Linked DNA regions of Mustela erminea: region 1 is linked to region 2. A link is a contact called in public Hi-C data. All regions are on one chromosome and are shown on one strand. Each heading gives the region's core, a stretch centred on a gene start, on an enhancer-like site or on the middle of the called end of the contact. The rest is flanking DNA. Distances are from core to core; before and after follow the strand shown. Region 1 holds the start of NAV1 (neuron navigator 1). Region 2 has its middle 13 kb from the start of PHLDA3.

Evidence for each region. A called contact is a pair of places that touch in the nucleus more often than the background predicts.
Region 1: a Hi-C map of fibroblasts shows a contact between it and region 2, with 1.9 times the contacts expected there. The contact joins the promoter of NAV1 here to the enhancer-like site in region 2. A contact is called at or near these places in 3 of 3 Hi-C or Micro-C datasets (fibroblasts, skeletal muscle and spleen).

What each region holds. Positions count from the first base shown.
Region 1 is chr17:42,307,904-42,310,740 of mMusErm1.Pri, reverse strand. It overlaps NAV1 (neuron navigator 1), which reads right to left and starts at 1,341. Exons shown (of 32, transcript XM_032317504.1): 1 at 1,105-1,341. It overlaps LOC116575887 (a long non-coding RNA gene), which reads left to right and starts at 1,638. Exons shown (of 3, transcript XR_004279991.1): 1 at 1,638-2,244; 2 at 2,335-2,443.
Region 2 is chr17:42,256,088-42,258,996 of mMusErm1.Pri, reverse strand. No RefSeq gene overlaps it. Among named protein-coding and RNA genes, the nearest start is that of PHLDA3, 13 kb to the right of the region's middle. Within about 2 kb of position 1,621, the one cell type or tissue checked has open chromatin away from gene starts, as enhancers often do. A contact at or near this core is called in fibroblasts, where this site is marked.

The sequences.
Region 1 (2,837 bases), core at 92-2,591, 52 kb before region 2:
ATGGGGTTCTTTGTGGCAAGTACAGCTGCCCCATTATAAGTGCGTTCGTTGCAGGGGACACCACGCATGCGGAACAAGACAGACGAAAAGAGGAAAATCGAGGCAAGCCCTCGGCTTTTAAAGAGCGAACGTGGCCGCAGGCTTTTCAGCATTGAATTTGAACAAGCCAATGGCATCCCAATCATTGAAACAGGAAGCCAGATAAACAGCGTGTTATCAAGGGGGGATGCGGGCGCTTCCCTTAAGCCGGCGCCAGCTGCGCCCCGTGGCCCTCCCAACAAAGTCCCATTGACTCACCAGCTGATTTTCCAATGTTGGGCTCCGCGGGACAAGGACCCCTCTCTGCTGGGTGGATTTCACCCCTGCACACCGCCCCCCACCACTCACCACTCACATCCTTCCCCGATCCTCCCTCCGCAGGCTGGGCTGATTCTTTCTGCTTTGACCAGGTTCTATCAGCTCTGAGAGTAGAAGGGACCACAAGAGCCCAAGCACCGAGCGCCCTCAGGTGAGCTCCTGGTGTTCACCCAACCTCCCCTTTCTCCTCCCTCCTGTGTCCCCCAGCTTCCTCTAGGCTGGCGCCGAAGAGGGCAGCCTCAAGGAGTCTGGCGGGCGGACGCTTCGCAGCGCAACCTGGGCACCCAATGAACATTTTCCGAAACAGCCCGGCAAGGTCACCTGCGCCAGCTGCTCCGCTCGCTCCTCTGGGATGGGAGAAAATGTGGGTACAGTATGTGCGTGTGTGTGTGTAATACGCTGTACTTGGTGCTTCTGGTTATAGGATATCAACACACTTTACGTTGCAGGTATTTCACAGAAAGGTAAACTGAGGCTCCGAAAGGCTGGGGCTGGGTAGCCCCCAGTGAGTCGACTCCTGGAGCAGACGCGCAGTCCCCCAAGGACGTCTCGGCACACACCCTCCCAGCGCCTCCGTTGTTATTCCAGCGCCTCTCCCGAGCCCAGCCCGCAGCCTCCCCGGGGCACCAGGCTCACCTCCCCCCGGGGCTCGATCCCGGCCCCACCGAGTGGGAAGCGGCGGCCCATCTCCGCCGCCGCGCGCAGCCCGGTCCCCGCCCCCCCGACCACCCCGCTCGGGCCACTCACCCGCGCGCCTTCCCGCTCCGGCTCTGGCTCCGAGTCCCTGTCCGCGCCGCCGCCGCGCACAGTCGCGCATCCCCCGCGCGGCGCCGGGCCGGGCGCGCTCTCCTCGCGATAAGAAAGTTTCTCCGGGGTCCTCGGCCGGGTCCGCCCCTCGCACTGGGATCGGCGTCCGCCGCGCGCTCCGGCCGCGCGCTCGCACTAGGGCCGCCGGCGGCCCCGGCCCCACAATGAGCGGGGAGGCGGCATCCTGAACAAAGTGCGTCCCCCGGGGCCGGGCGGCCGGGGGCGGAGCCTCGTGACCCGCTGCCCCAGGCACACGCCGGCTGCCTGCGACGACACGGGCCCCGGGAGGGGGTGCCCGGCGACAGGGGGGGACAGGGGGGCGGGAGGGAGGGGAGTCTTTGCTTCTGGTCCCCCTCGCCTTCCTCCCCCCGCACTGTGCCAGTTTAACCCGCAGAGGGGCGGAGGCATGGGTCCCTTCCAGACTTTGTCATTGGAAAGCTATTCCCGTAACCCTTTCCTGCCTTCGCCTTCCCGTCCCGCCTCCCCGGCCGCAGAAAGGCTGCTGCTTGGTGGCTGGGCTGGGGCCGAGAGCTGGCAGGGCAGGAAGCCTTTGCACAATTGAGCCTTTCCTTTGCCCGGGGACCCGTCACCCCCACCCACGTCCCGGGGCTGCTGCTGGTTCGGGCATTCTTTGGAAGGGGGCAGATGGATCCGCCAGCCTCCTCGCCCCGCTTCTGACTCCGCCCACCCTTCTTCCCTACCCGGGTCTGAGCTGGGACTCGTGGGAGCAGAGGAGGGGGAGGCCCCAGAAGTGCCGGGCAAATAGTAGGTGCTCAGTAAAGTAACGTGACTTCTTCCCACTTTCCCGACTCTACCACTGCCTCTCCTCCTTCTAGGGCCGTGGGAGTGGGAGGAGGGGGCAGAAGACGGGAGAGGAAACCACAAGAGCTGAAGACCGAGAATGGGAAGGAGGTTGTCAGCCAGAACCTCGTGCAACCTCTCTGCAGTGCAAGGATTCCACGCCCTCCCCAACCCTCCTACCCCCACGCCCGCCTCCTGGCCTGAGGGCTTCCAGACTGTGCAGGAAGAGTCCAGAAGGAAATCAGGTGGCCGGTGCCCCTGGAGCAAGCTTTGAGCTCTGTAAGTGAAAGGGAGTAGTAGCTGTGGCCAAGGACCCAGCAGACTAGGACCAGAGAGCTCATCAGCTTAAGAACTCGTTTTTTTCCCTAGGTCTTGAGGGGTTGAGATTAGAAAGAAAAAAAAAAAAAAAAAAGCCAACTCCCTGGGAGGTCTCCGAATGCTTCACCAGCAGTATGAACCAGTGGGGAGCAGAGTCAGGGTGAGAGCCCCTGAGCCTTGCCTGAGCCCCTATCCAGCCAATCAGGTCACAGTACTCGGGAGGGAGGGTCAAGGACCCCTTGACCAGACTAGCAGTGGCATTGAAGACGTTCCAATCTGATCAGGGGAGAAGATTTTTACATGGCATTTGTCCATGAAAGGAATGAATTGTCTTTTGAGGTGGGGAGCGGGGGTGTCTCTGGGACGCCTGAGATGAGTCCCGTGCCTTGCGTGTGTGTAATGGGTGAATGCATGGGCTCTTAAGGCCGATTGCCTGGATTCAAATTCCTGGATCTCCCACTTACTAGCCATAGGAATTTCCATGAATTCTTTCATCTCTGACCACCTCCATTTCTTCATCTGTATGTAAATGGGATAATAATTGCCGCTGTGTC
Region 2 (2,909 bases), core at 372-2,871:
GACATGGCTGACCTGTACTAACCTTATCACAAAGTCACTTGGCCACACCCTTGACGTTTTCATTTTTTGCAGTATGGATAGGCTGAGAATTTCCCAAACTTTAAGTTATGCTTCCTTTTTGCTTAACAATTCCAAGCTTTAGGTCATTTCTTTCTTCCTGTATTCCACTGTAAGCCCTCAGAAGGAGCCAAGCACACCTTCACCACTTCGCTTAGACATCTCCTCAGCTAGATACCCAGCTTTGTCATTCATGAGTTCTACCTTCCACAAAACATTAGAATATGAACATACGGAGCCAAGTTCATTGCCACTTGGTAACGAGGATCACTTTTTGCCCCGGTTCCACTAACATGTTTCTCATTTGTTATCACGATGGCCTTTACCATCCCTATTTCTACCAACATTCTGTTCGTAAGTATTAGTCATTATTCTCTGAGGTGACTGGGGCTTTTCTCAGCTCTCCTTTTTCCGAGCTCCCATGAGAATGTCCTTTACAGGTCCCTTCACGGCAGGGTAGGTGTTTTCCTAGCAGACATTTCAGAACACTTATCACCTCCATCCATGACCCAGTTTCGAAGCCACTTCCATATATTTAAGTACGTGTTAGGGAAACACTCCACTTCCTGGTTCCAGTTTCTGTTTTTGTCAGTGAAATATCACAAATTGGGTGGCTTATAAACAACAGAAGTTAATTTCTTATAGTTCTGGAGGCTGGGAATTCCAAGATCAAGGTGCAGGCAGAGTCAGTGTCTGGTGAGAGCCATTTCCTGGTTCCTGGCCATCTTTCTGCCCTGTCTTCACACAGTGGAAAGGAGGGAGAGCTCAGGCTTCCCTGACAAGGGCACTAATCCCATTCTGGAAGGCTCTGCCCTCATGACCTAACCACCTGCCACAGGCCCCACCTCCTAATACCTCACCTTGGGGCTTAGGATTTCAACATGGAATTGTGAGGGGGACACAAACATTTAGTCTGGGGCTGGCCCCCACAGTCTGCTCCATGGAAGGCTGACCTTATTTGTAAATAGAGATCATCTGAGGGGTTGCAGTGTCCTTCATCCTAGGGATGCCCAACGAAACACCAAGAAGCAGAGACTTTAACAACAGGTCCTGTATGCATAATGTCCAGATGACCAGATCCAACACTGGCCTTGACAGACCCCTCTTTGTGACTCTGAAATTGGGACCTAAACATGTATAAGACCAATTAATGGTGCAGAACACTAGGTAAGTGCAAGGTGACAGGTAAAAGAACAGGAGGAGAGTGCAGCTGTGGGTTGTGAGTTCCCCAGGTGGGGACCAGGTCACCTTGTCCTGATAAATTCTCTAGGCCCAAAGCAGTCTGTTGCCAACGGGAAGTTGTCCGGGAAGGGTTTGTGTACAGGGGAGGATAGATGGATGGATGGATGGATGGATGGTTGGATGGATGGATGATGGAAGGCTCTACAAACAGTGGGGTCCCAGTAGCTTCTGGAAGGGGTCCTATAGGAAGGGCCAGGATGGGAGCAATTAGGACCCAAATCTGGAACTAGGCTGCCCCCTGCTGGCCACTGGAGGTGGGTGCTTGGCACAAGGCCATCCTCCGGGCTAGCCTCTCAGACTCTGGCTAGCTGTCGAGCTCTGCTACGGCGGGTCTTCTAGAGCAGACCCGTGGTGGCGGAGACTGGACGCACTTCCCGGGAGTGAAACCGGAATAAAGGCAGAGGGCTGTAAACGGAGGAGACTGGTCCAGAAGCACCCTCTGGACGGTGTACGACAGGGTGGAGCAGGAAGGCTCTGAGGGAAGGGAGGGGGCCCACCAGAGGCCACCGCGCCCTGGGAAACCGAGAGTCCACCAGCGGGGCAGGGGCCTCCCTCCGCGGGCGCAGCGCCGGCGCAGTACCCGGAGACGCCAGGTGGCGCTGTGAGGCCGGGGCATGAGGCGGGCGTTGCCTTTCCGCGGATCCCACACTCAGCTCCTTTCCCCCTTGGCCCGGGGTACCTCCGTTTGTGCAGCGAGAGGGCGCTGGCCTGAAAACCCGAGATAATAAATTCCCACTGGGGGATTTGCACTCTATAGGGCCCTGCGGTATATCCGACCGTAGAACTGACCCAAGGGAAGAGAGGGAGCAAGGATCTTTGTGTTCACTTGGATATTTCTTTCCTAATTTCTGTGATGGCTGAGCTAGGCGTCCGGAGCGCTCCCCCCCAACCCCAGGAGACAACTTTTGGTGGAAGCAATGCGTTGGCTGCGGGAGTGGCCCTGATGTGGGCAAGAGCTGGTTCTCTGGATGGCAGGCCAGCCCAGCTCAGCCCCCTGGGGCTTGCCTCCTCCGCCAGCCTTTGCAACCTGTTCGGGCCACCTGAGGGGCTGAGGGTGGAGAAGGGCCACAAGGAGCCAGGGGGGGTTAAGGGTAGAGGTGCAGGGAAGAGGGGGTTAGAACTGCTGGTAGGCTTGGGAGTAATCTCTGAATCAAGTGCACAGAAATGCTTTAGAGGGGGCGGAAACTCAGTGAGGTCACGTTCTCCAGACCTAGATCAAGGGAAGAAGATGGTCAAGATCAAGAGAGAACACTCAGGTCATCTACTGGTTGATTCTCATTCCTTCCGCGTCTCTCCCCTCCCCTAACCTCTCCCCCCAGGGGCGGGGCTTACCAAAATGACAAGAATCATTAGGGACTTTACCGAAGGCTTGTGGAGCATAACAAATATCATGGAGGACAAGGGGTGTTAGAGAGAAGGAGGGAGTTGGGGTAAATTGGAAGGGGAGTTGAATCATGAGAGACTATGGACTCTGAAAAACAATCTGAGGGGTTTGAAGTGGCGGGGTGGGGGGGAGGTTGGGGTAACAGGTGGTGGGTATTATAGAGGGCACGGATTGCATGGAGCACTGGGTATGGTGAAAAAATAATGAATACTGTTTTTCTGAAAAT